Linked DNA regions of Xenopus laevis: region 2 is linked to region 1. Evidence: chromatin contacts called from public Hi-C data. All regions are on one chromosome and are shown on one strand. Each heading gives the region's core, a stretch centred on a gene start, on an enhancer-like site or on the middle of the called end of the contact. The rest is flanking DNA. Distances are from core to core; before and after follow the strand shown. Region 1 holds the start of ferd3l.L (fer3-like protein). Region 2 has its middle 16 kb from the start of polr1f.L.

Region 1 (5,978 bases), core at 2,486-4,985:
AGAAACTGCACAAACAGCAATTAGCAAGTAGTTATCCAGGGAAACCCCGTATTTGGAAAGTGGAATGCTCAGTAAATATTTGACTTGATGGACCTTCAGGTTTTAATGGATCAAGCCCATTCTTTTACTTTTAGAACTATACATACATTTAGGATGAGGCTTCGGGTATTTTGTTTCTAAAGAAAAAAATATCAAGTAGTTATCCAAGGAAACCCTATATATGGAATAGAGAGTAGTAGAGTGCAAATAGCAGTCTAATGGAGTTCCTGCCACAGAAGTTCTGAGTTCAGAAATAGTGGAATTTAGCTTGTATCACCATAACATTTTAATAAATTGTGCTGCGATTGCAACTTGTAAGGGGGAAAATGAATGAATACAGCACTACAAAGAGCATCTTCAAAAATACTAAAACCTCATAAATAGTAAGGAATAATAATCATAATAATAATAAAGCAATACATTAAGAGACAGAGGTGGAAGGCAGTAGAGTAGAGTTTACAATCTAAGATTCAGTGGTTTAGCAATTATTAAATTAATTAAATTCAGTCAAAATGTATTCCCCCAATTTATTTCCCTACCATGCATGGCTGAATTTGCAGCTGGCCTGTTGGGTATTTGCTTTCTTTTGTTTAACACATAGAGAATTTTAGTAGGGATACACTCAATTGACGTGTGTCTTGTTTATTAAGCAAAACTGATGTATCAACATTTAAATCTGAAGTTTATCCATTTCTTTTGCACTAAAACACATGAATTTGAATCCGGGTTTCCAAAACGCAAATATTTGATATTTATAAAGCACAAAACATTAGACAATCTGGAATGCAGAACTTTATCATCTAAATGCTTGCAAGTTTATTGGAGTTGTCCTAGGCAAAATTTAAGATGTTTTTTTTTCAGTTTGTAGAAAATGATGCACTCAAGTTTTTTATTCGTGGTTTTGTTTGATCAGTTTTTTTAGATTACATTTTTCTTAGATTACATTTTCCTTAATCAATAAGCAAATAGAGTTTGGAAAAATTCCAATTTTATTTGAATTAAAGAAAAACTGAATTCTGATAAAAGGCCTCCCCTAGTTTTACAAAACCATGAAATTGCAGAACATTTTTTCTCATAATTAAAACAATTTAAAAAATAAATGAGTTTCAGAGGTTATGGATCTAAGCATATATTTACTGAAGTACTTTTATATAATGGTATCAGACCAAGCAAGGGGTATTCTTGGTGTGTGGAGGGAATACTTACACACCAAGATATTAGAATAAACTTACTTTGCCATAAGGCTTATTTTGAGCTGAAATATTTAATAGATGAGTGGCCAATTTCCATTTACGGCATGGGCATTTTAGTATTTACTAATTGTCCCTTGATTATTTTTATTGTTTATCCAACAGTCGTAGCAACTGGTTTTTTTTTTTATTAGAATATGTATATGTATATTTTTATATAGTTCATTCAAAGTTTACTCTGCCCCTTGAATAGCTGTTTGGCAAGAAACAATCGCATATGATTTAGCGGAAGCATAATGTCTTTCTATATTTTCCCACAATTAGGACACAGATTGCATAGTATTACAAATGTAACTCAGTTTACAAAATACAAAACCTGATTGCTATTGGTCTAAAAAGGAGTTTCCCATTTGACAGTGCATTTAATATACCAGATAAAATCACAAAAATATGAAGATAAGTTTAACAGATGGTGTGAGCAATTCAAAGCAGATCCAGTGGCCTTCCATATTTCTGTTATTTTGGTTAATATTCTTTATTTATAATGCACCAACATGATAGGTAGCAATGTCAATGGGTGTCAAAATAATGTTTAATGCACATCAATTTTTATGCGCGCGCCAAATTTATTTTGCCGCAGAGGATTTTTCAACGCAAATTAGTGTATGCCAATTTTTTTCACCAATCACTATTCCCAGGGGTGATCCTGGCCCCTCTGCCGCCTGAGGCAGCAGCAGTTGCTGCTGCCCCCCTCCCCCGAAAATTCGCTCTTAAAGTACCAGGAGCAGCATTTTTGCTGCCCCTGGTACCTAGTAGGGTGCTTCCGCCTGAGGTGACAGCCTCAACTCGCCTCATTGGCGAAGCACCCCTGACTATTCCCAGCATTCCCAACACACAGGCAAATAAAAAAAAAAGGAGGCAAATTTATTAAAACTTGTGACTGCATTTTTGTTGTGAATAAAAGGACCTTGAATATATTATTTTTCAGACTCTAATTTTTGAAATTCAGCAAATTAAAAAAAAAATTTGAATGTAAAACTTTACCATTTTTATATTTTTACAAAATTGTCAAGAACAGTTGAGAGTTCACAGATTCACAGAAATGAATGGGAACAGCGCAACTGCTTATTCTATTGTTTTCTTCTAACCAGTTTTTCCGCAAACACAATAAAAAAAAATGAATTAGAAAATTAAGAAATTGGTCTCCCAGTGTATCCTAATAGAAATGCAGCAACCCACTTAGATAAAATCCAAGAAATTAAAATTAAATTTGATGCCGTAGTATTTTTCTCTTTGCAGTTGTGCTCAAGTCTATTGTGTCTTCATTAATGTAAGTTCAGTCAGTAATTACTTTTCTAGATTTCTTGTATTTCTAGTCCTAGCAATAAGTTGTATTTTCCAATATGGATATCAGTTTGCATCCATGCAGCTATGGAACTACAACTCCACATTCTATAACAGCCAAAGTTTCTTATATAATGTTGAGTGTTTTTGTTCAGCAACAACTAGAGAGCAATAAGATAGCCATTCGTACTTTATACTAAATATGCATCAATATCTGAATTTTTCTCTGATGGATAAAATAGATAGATATGTGTTTTTTAGTTGTAAAATAGCTATTACTTTATATGAGTGTATACTGCTGCACTCTCATATAACTGTAAATAATGCTGGTGTGTTTTAAATCCCTCAAAGACATTGATTTCGTAGACAGAAATATAAAACATCTCGTGCACCATATCAAAACCTCAGCAATGTAGTGTTTCCTTATGGCTTAGTGTTTTTCAGTGGGGAGTTTCTAATACAGGCCTCTAAAGATGAAGCATGTACTTAGACTTCTTATGTCTAAAGGCGTTTACACACTTCCATTGTAATAACAGTGGTAACAAACTCATCTCCGAAACTGAAAGAAAATGTTTTACTGCACAGTTGGGTCCATATTTGAACTTATTTGCAGGATAAAGCTGGTTCCAAGAGTTACAATTGGGAATGCAATATTGGGTACGCTACACTGCTTGCTTAAGCAAATGGAGGTCCTGTCATTCAGCTGTCTCTGCACCGGGAAACAGGGTAAACATTTCCATTTGACCCTTTTCACACTAGACCCCTCTCCAGAAGATCATAAAGAGCAAGCATAGACTTATCTCATATCAACTGGAAAAGTCTTTCTCCAAAGTTCAGTCGTTCCAACAGGCAAGGCACAACAGTTCCTGCATGGAGCAGTTCTGGGATTGTCTACTTTGAAGAATCACTTATTTTCTACTTTCCCAGCGGGTGAGAACTGTCAGCTATACTAAAAAGAAATTCTCCTTCTTCACTTTAACAGGATTTAAAAACTCAACTGCTTTTCCACCGGAATATCCACGTGTCCTAGGTTTTTGTGTGTCTGTTTCTATCAACATTAGGATGAAACTATTTTTTCGCTTTTTTTTTTCCTTTTTAATCCTGTTACCTCCTTGGATATAAATATAAATGTTCACACTAGTTGGGCTGAAGGGGCTATTTCGACGGCTTGAAAGTATGTTTCACTATCCTAAAATGTACCAAACAGTAGAAAATTGTGAAACAGCAACAGGTGGAATTCCAAGTTTTATTAGAGTTTGCTGTTCATTTGCTTTTTGATTGATGCAAATCTGCCGGATTTTTTCTTTTTACAGAGAGAATCAACGTGCAATGATGAGTCCAGTTCAAGGTCTGAACCTAGGTGACAGTTTCTATGATTTTCCTTCATTTGAGGACAGATCCGTCTCATTCCATGACGATGTCTCTGCCATTACCAGATTTGAAGACGAAGAGACAGAATATGAAGAGGAATTCCAACTTTATTCTCCCACGGGTCGCCCCAAAAGAAAACGGGTGATCACATATGCTCAGCGCCAAGCTGCCAACGTAAGAGAAAGAAAGCGGATGTTTAACCTCAACGAAGCCTTTGATTTGCTCCGAAAAAAGGTACCCACTTTTGCCTATGAAAAAAGACTTTCCAGAATCGAGACGTTACGCCTTGCCATAGTATATATATCCTTCATGACTGAACTGCTGGAAACCCCTGAAAATAAAAAATAGGATGTGTGACGGTGGAGCCAGTGCCTATGCTAAAACAGATACATTCAAAGGAAAACCTGTTTATGAATCAACAGTAAAAGCTAGGTGGGTCCTTTCCCTTTATCTTTGGCCATTCTAGCTTTAAATTAAGATACTCGTATGGGATAGTGTTAATACAAGAAGGGGAACCGAGAAGAACAGAGTACACAGACCTATGTACTAATAGTAAACATAAATCTTTTTAAATTCTACTATTCTACATAAAAAAAATAATATGGTATATTTTGTTTAATATTGGATTTCAGTATATTAAAATCATGTATCTATTATCTATCTGCTTTAGTAGATAAACTGTAAAAATCAGAGAGACTTTATGTCGGGTGGACTGTTAAAAGTGTATGTTGTATAAAAATTAAATGATATTTTAATTGTAATCACATTTCGGCAACCATTACTCATTCCAATGACAAGAGTGCCTTAATAATTAGCTCCTGGGTAAAAAAAAAGTTAGGAATCATTTGAAAAAGAAATGTAATGAAAATAATGAAACCATATTAAAATAATCAAAACTTTTGATATATATTTGAATAATAATTTAAATGGTCACACAGCTTTTTTTCTAAACAGAAACATAGCTCGCTTGTCACATGACTGCAAAAAAAAAAAATGGAAATTACGTGCAAAGTTTTCCCCATTATTGGTTTTGACAAGAGTGATATTAAAAAGACAAGGCAGAATGTTTAAACAAGTGGCTGGTTTTTCATTTTGGTGTTGGCTCATAGTTGTCGAGAGCCCTGAGAAACCTCGGAGCCTCTCTCTTTGTGCTGGCCACTCTCGGGGAACTAATTGGCTTTTGATAGCTGTTGATGCTGCACTTACACCTGCAGGTGGGAGGGATTTAACTTCACAGGCCGAGGCAAAGGCAAGAAAAACTTAAATTATTTTGGCATTATCTGATAATGCCTCGGAGGTCACTGTAACAATGTGCTGGGAATAGGACTGCCCGCCGAGTCCATAGAAAGGAAAAACAAATAAAGTGGGGTTTTTATAACCTTTATAAATATATTAAAAAACCAGAGTAATTATTGTATACATTTCAGAAAACAGACTGCTGCACCACCAGAATGAATTTTACGCATAAAGAGAAAGAAGTCATACTGTATATTGGATATCTGACATATTGTCACTGCATACAGAATTTACATTAAAGTGATATCAACACAAGCTACAACTCTACATAATGAAAGAAAATGTAATACTAAGCAGATTTTTAATATACAGCAAAATGTTAAAACAGTTAACATTTTTTAGTAAACACAATTGCAATTGAAAAACTATTTGCCCTCTTAAGACTGCACTGCTGGTTCTTAATCTTGAAACAATGTAGCAGAAGTCACTTTCCTACAATTCAACCTCCCACGATGCCTTGCAGGCCTTTTGAAAAGTCTGCCTTCTGCTGTATTGTTTCAATAGTGAGAACCAGCAATGTAGAGAATAGCAATTTACAGACAGCTAGTGCTTTTGAGTACAGAATTTACATTAAAATAGATAACACTAGATACCATTCTGCATAGTGAAAGAAAATGTAATATTAAGCAGATTTTAATATACAAGTAAACATTTTTAGCAGTTTTTTAGTAAACATAATTGCAATTAAAAAGACTATTTATAGAAAAATAGCAATTCATAGACAGCTGGTGCTTTTAA
Region 2 (5,880 bases), core at 61-2,560, 160 kb before region 1:
ACATATTCAAAGAACGCCAATGACAAATATGTAATGAAACTAAAATGTAAATTTGAAGTTAATTTTTTTCTCAAAAAACCAGCATGCTGAACTGTGTGTGTAGAATAAACATTGCACACTCTAAATAGTGGGAATATTCACAGTACTGTTGTACATTATGTGTAACATCTAAATGAAGGCCTTTAAAATTACATTAACTTTTTACAGCATTTTTTGCATTAAAGAAGTTGGGACTAAGAAATGAACTGTGACAAAGTGAATGGATCCTGGAAGGTGGTAAGTTTATGGCCACAGACCACACCATGCTCCAAGATCGTGGTTATTACTTTTTTTCATTTCAAGTTCTATTTGAAAGTCCAAACGTTCATCAAGGCCCCTCTTGGCTCATTAAATGGTACAGATATAAATGTATCAGTCATAATATTAAGAATATCTAAACCAGCCAATATGTATTCACTTCAAATTTCACTCTAACTGATGTTCAAGCTGGGCTTTTAGTTCTAGGAGAGCAAATGCCAATTGTCCTTAATTTTCAGCCTAACTGACCTTCAATCCGAGCCCTACAATAATTTTGTAAAAAAAAAAAAAAAAAGAATAGACGTAACAATCTTCTGATATCTAGGAATCTTTGTTCAGCAAAAGAAACCAAAAGCTGCCTCACTGTATATTTATAATTCAGCTATAATATGCACTCATGTTTGTTTGGATAATCTCAGTGCAGCCAATTCAATTGCCTTATGGCACTTACTTTGGAGTTGAGTCAAACCATTTCTCTTGGTGATGGAATGAGTCTCTCCCTTTCCTTATTGCTTTCTGGATGTCTTTATTAATTACCTAGATGAGGGTGGGGTGCTAAACCACAGGAAGTTTTGGCCGGCCTTCTAAAGGAGAAAGAAACAACCAAATTATGGCTCGCACTATAACATTTTCATCATCAATAAGTCTTTATTTAGTGTGCTAGTATAATTCAAATTATTTTTATAATGTAATAAGTTTCATGAACAGCTGAATACATGTTAATTTTCTTCTCATCTTAAAGTGACTATACAAGAAAAGATCAGTTGGATTGAGGGCCGCATCAACAAACTGATGCGGTCCTCGATCCGACGGGAATATCTGTTGCGGAAGCCAGGGTCGGATTGGCCAGGGCCCCTTGCTACTGCCACAGAGACCCTCCAGGCCTCCCGCCCCTGTCGCAACCCCCCTCCAGTCCCCCTTGTGCTTGTACCTTTTCATTCGGAGACCGGGGCAGGAGAGGGAGGTTGGGCACACCAGAGAGATTTGGGCGTGGAGCAAGTCTGGGCTGGCACAGTTTTTTCCCAGTCCCTCAGCTGGCCCAGTCCAACTCTGGAGGAAGACAGACGGAGGGCCCCGTACACTGGGCCAGCTTTTCACCCGTGTATGGCCACCTTAACACTGAGATAAGTAATGAACCAAATGGATCAGGACAAAAAGCTGCCTCTAATTGAAGTGGTTCAACAGATCATAATAAAAAGTCTTCCAGAATTGGAGCATTGGAACAGTACAGATTTCTTGCCACCAAAAACTTTATCACACTGGTGCTAGGACAGATCTGCCTGTGATGGCCTGGTGGGTAATTTTGTCCTAACTAATCAATGCACATACCAACTGAGCACTGCTGTTCTCCATCTTCCCCTCAGCCTACTCCATCTTCCACGCTGACAGTTGTCCTCCCATACAACAAAGGAAGGTCCCCATAGGCTTTCTGGCCAATTTCTGATTGAAGGAAAATCGTTCGATCAATGGATTAAAATCCTTCGAATCGTTCAATTCGAAGGATTTAATTGTTCAATCGATTGATTATTCCTTAGATCGTTCGATCAAACGAATATCAAGAGTTAATTAACCCTCGATATTCGACCCTAAGTAAATGTGCCCCGTACTGTACTGTGCTTTCTGAAATTCTGCATCATTTCTAGAAACATGCTATTTTTACTTATAATTTACTTGAGATTTGTTTGGCAGGGTTTTTGGGAACATGAATATGTATTATCTAATGCTCCATTGAAAATAGTAGACTGGGCGAGGTATTGTTTAGACAACTGATAAAACTCAGCTCAACACTGCAGAGCTGATAGCAAACATGCTGAAATAAAACAAGGACCTCGGCTTCAAAGGAGGCATTTAACCCGTATAGTATAGAAGTAGCTGGTTTTACTGGTCTTTCGCTTATTTAATTAGTATAAAGGTAAATGATGAATGTGCCAGTTACTCTGTGCTCTTTAATTTACTCCAACTTTTTCATCCTCATCTTACTTTCAGGGTTCCTCCAACCCTCCTTCATGCCCACTTGACAAGCTTTTTCCCTGAAAGAAAATAGAAGAGGGTGAATGAGAGGAAACAAGTGGAGACTCAACAAGAGATAGAAATGTAAAAGTCTGATGCCCTAGTACTTCTTGAATAAATATTAAGTTATGACTTAACTTGTCCTTCATTTTTAAATATAATATCAGCATATATCTCCCCACAGTACATTAACATGAAATAGGCTATTTACCTCTGCTTTTTAGATGTTTAACCTATCGTTGAACCAAAAGTCTCTGCATCCCCTAACGTATTTGGATGTCAGCAATCATGGGAGATGGTAGTTGCTGTTTAGCATCAGTGGTGGGGCTGCAGGTTGGATTTCCCTGCTCTGCATAATCCTTCCTGTTTATATGTCTGTATTTTTCACTTACAGGTCTAATGGTTGCCAGCTAGTGCTAGATTAATAAAATATCCTTTTTAATTAATCAGGGTATATGGGAAAAATAATGTTTTGATCCAGGCCATGGCTCATTACCAAATAATCCATTTTAGAGATTTACATCTTTCAGCACTTTTTTTTTTAAACATCCCGGCTAACACTATTCCTTGACTCCATGCGAGCTGGTGGTGCTCAGTCGCTACTATCCAAGATGATTTGCCCAGCTGTTTTTACAATATCCAGGTACTTTTACAATGGCCTCCATCCATACTGGGGATCTGTATTCTCTTACAAAACAAAAGATTTTAAGTATAAAATGTGTAATGTGTAAGAGCACCATTTACAATAGAGACGGTCTTGAGATATTGGTGTATGACATCATACTCAGATCTTTGGTTGGACTATTGAAATTGGATGGGTTTTAAGTCTAACACACCGGTGGGTTGGATTCTTGAAATGTAATCAAGATTATACAGTTTAAATTAGAGGTAGTTTGTAGCACCATATTAAGATGAACAAATCTGGTGCAAAGTATTATGGATAGATGAGTAATAAAAAGTAGCAATAACAATAAATGTGGTGCTTTACAGAGCATTTTTTTTTAGAGGGGGTCAGTGACACCCATTTGAAAGCTTGAAAAAGCCAGAAGAAAAAGGCAAATAATTAAAAAGAAAACTATAAAAAATGAAGACCAATTAAAAAGTTGCCTAGAACTGGCCATTCTATAATGTTGTCAAAGTTAACTTAAAAGTGAACCACCCCTTTAAAGCTAAAAGAAAATCATATAAATGTTAAATAAACCCAATAAGATGGTTTTGCTTCCATAACGATTATTTAGATTTTAGTTTAGTTTAGTTTGTTTTATTATTACATAGAAAAAGGAAATCATTTTTAAAAATTTGGATTATTTGGATAAAATGGAGTCTATGGGAGACAGCCTTACCATGATTTGGAGCTTTCTGGCTAACAGATTTCCAGATAACTGATCCCATAGCTGTATCAATGGTTATATGTTGTGGTTATTTGCCACCATATAGGCTCTGCAGCTGTTGTACAGGTATGGGATCCATTATCCAGAAACCCATTATCCACAAAGTTCCAAATTACTGTAAGGCCATCTCCAATGAGCTCAATTTTATCCAAATAATCCAGATTTTTAAAAATGATTTCCTTTTTCTCTGTACTGGAAAAATAGTACCTTGTACTTGACGAAAACTAAGATATAATTAATCCTTAACGTAGCAAAACAATTTTCTTGGGTTCATTTAATTAATTCATTCATTTTTACTTGCTTTTCTTGTAGATTTAAGGTATGGAGATCCAAATGATGAAACTATCCTTTATCTGGAAAACCCTAGGTCCCGAGCATTCTGGACACATACCTACGACTATAACTCACAGCAGCTTATGCTAGTCATTCTTTTACAAAGGGAACCTATTCAACTTTGTTGGATACTAATTATGAATGTATTTATCTTATTTATCCTAGTCCCCTGTAGTAAAATTGCTTTCATAAACTTCTTAGTTTCACTGTTTTCTTCGAGGTCACTGCCATTTGTAACTGTATCTCTGTAATCCGTGCAGGTCAGGGATTTCCATTTGGAATAGTCAACATTGTGCTATTGTATTGGAACACCTAAAATGTGCCAGAAAGGTGAGTTACGTCATCAACTGTAATTTGTATGTTTTCTAGCTAATTAGATACCTCGTTTGTCTTTACTTTCTGCTCTGACAGAAAGTTTCATTCTGTTCACTGTTGATTTAATAGGCCATATTTCTCTGTACAAACCTTGGCTTGCATATTCTCCCTCTAGGTACACCCTAAAGCCTTGGTTAGTTAAAATTGTTTAAAGTATTAAGAAGTCTCTAATAAAAGCAAGTCATTCCCATTTGGTGTGAAGAGCTTAACACTAAGAAAACTGCAGAGCACTGAATAAGAAGTGCACAGAGCATTGACATTACTCTGCAGCTGTTAGGTGAAAGGGTCTCACTTAACCTCGCCACCCAAACTTTGGCACATACAGTGAAAGCCCCACCTCTAACTTAATCTGCACTGAAATGATCTCCAGTCTTGATCATGTCACAGGCACCTTTAGCTGTAAGCACTTTGGAAATGGGACACCTTTGTGTTTCAGATTGCTCTTGATAATTAATCAACTTTTTTATTGCTAGTTTTTTTCCTTCTATGATAGAAAATCTGTAACAAATATGTATGTTAACCTAATCGGTAACAAATATGTATGTTAATCTGATATTTCACATACTGTGTATACCTTCCCTTCACACTGTATTTGAACTTTACAGTGGAATATAATAATTTGGATCTACAGTTTTGGACATAAGACTCTTTGGTTACTTCTGATATGCTTTTATTTAACATCTGGGGATTATTGATGGGCGAATATGTTCTGGTTTGCTTCAACGAAAATATTCGAAACACCAAAAATTTTGTGTTGGAGTCAATGGCCCGGGTTTTCTACATGACTTTGTATCTTCCTTTAGGGTAGGACTACACGGGCGTTTTTGGCGCAACCCGACACGATGCGCAAAAACACAGGCGTCAAGTCGGATGCAACGGAAATAAGGTAAGCAATAGCATTGTCAGATGAAGTCGAAGCGTTGATCCAACATTTGTATATCTTACCTTATTTCCGTTGCATTCGACTTGACGCCTGCGTTTTTTGCTCAGCGCGTCGGATTGCGCCGAAAATGCCTGTGTAGTCCTACCCTAAGGCTACTAAAAAATTTAAACATTAAGGGGGTTATTTACTAAATCTTGAATTTATCTGGTCGTGGCTTTTTGAGGCAAAAAGCCTGAATCCAAAAAGCCTCCATCTCAGACCTGTCGAGTTCCTGTATATAGTAAGTCAGTGGGAGAGGCACTAATCTCAATTTGAAGTTATTGTGGTTTGCGCTGGGTTTAGCCTGAAAATCTGAAAAAACACAAAAAAAAATCAAGCAAAAGAGATTTTTGGACGATTTGGGCTTTTGCTCGATTTTATCGGGTTTTTTACAGATTCAATTAATTAGAGTTTTTAAATGAATAAATATGGTCAAATTGGGCATGGGAGTTTTTTTTTTTTTAAATGAGATAAATTCAGAGTTTAGTAAGTAACCCCCTTAATAAATTGGGATCAACTAAGGTAGTTTTTTTTATAATAATAGACAAAAGT

What was found. A called contact is a pair of places that touch in the nucleus more often than the background predicts.
Region 2: a contact with region 1 is called in a Hi-C map of the XL177 cell line, with 6 times the contacts expected there. The contact joins the enhancer-like site here to the promoter of ferd3l.L in region 1. A contact is called at or near these places in 3 of 4 Hi-C or Micro-C datasets (the XL177 cell line, the XTC cell line and animal cap).

Annotation. Positions count from the first base shown.
Region 1 is chr6L:39,234,850-39,240,827 of Xenopus_laevis_v10.1, reverse strand. ferd3l.L (fer3-like protein) reads left to right here and starts at 3,735. Exons shown (of 1, transcript XM_018266961.2): 1 at 3,735-4,837. The coding sequence starts at 3,855. The coding sequence ends at 4,292.
Region 2 is chr6L:39,388,506-39,394,385 of Xenopus_laevis_v10.1, reverse strand. No RefSeq gene overlaps it. Among protein-coding and RNA genes, the nearest start is that of polr1f.L, 16 kb to the left of the region's middle. Within about 2 kb of position 1,310, at least 1 of the 7 cell types and tissues checked has an H3K27ac peak or open chromatin away from gene starts, as enhancers often do.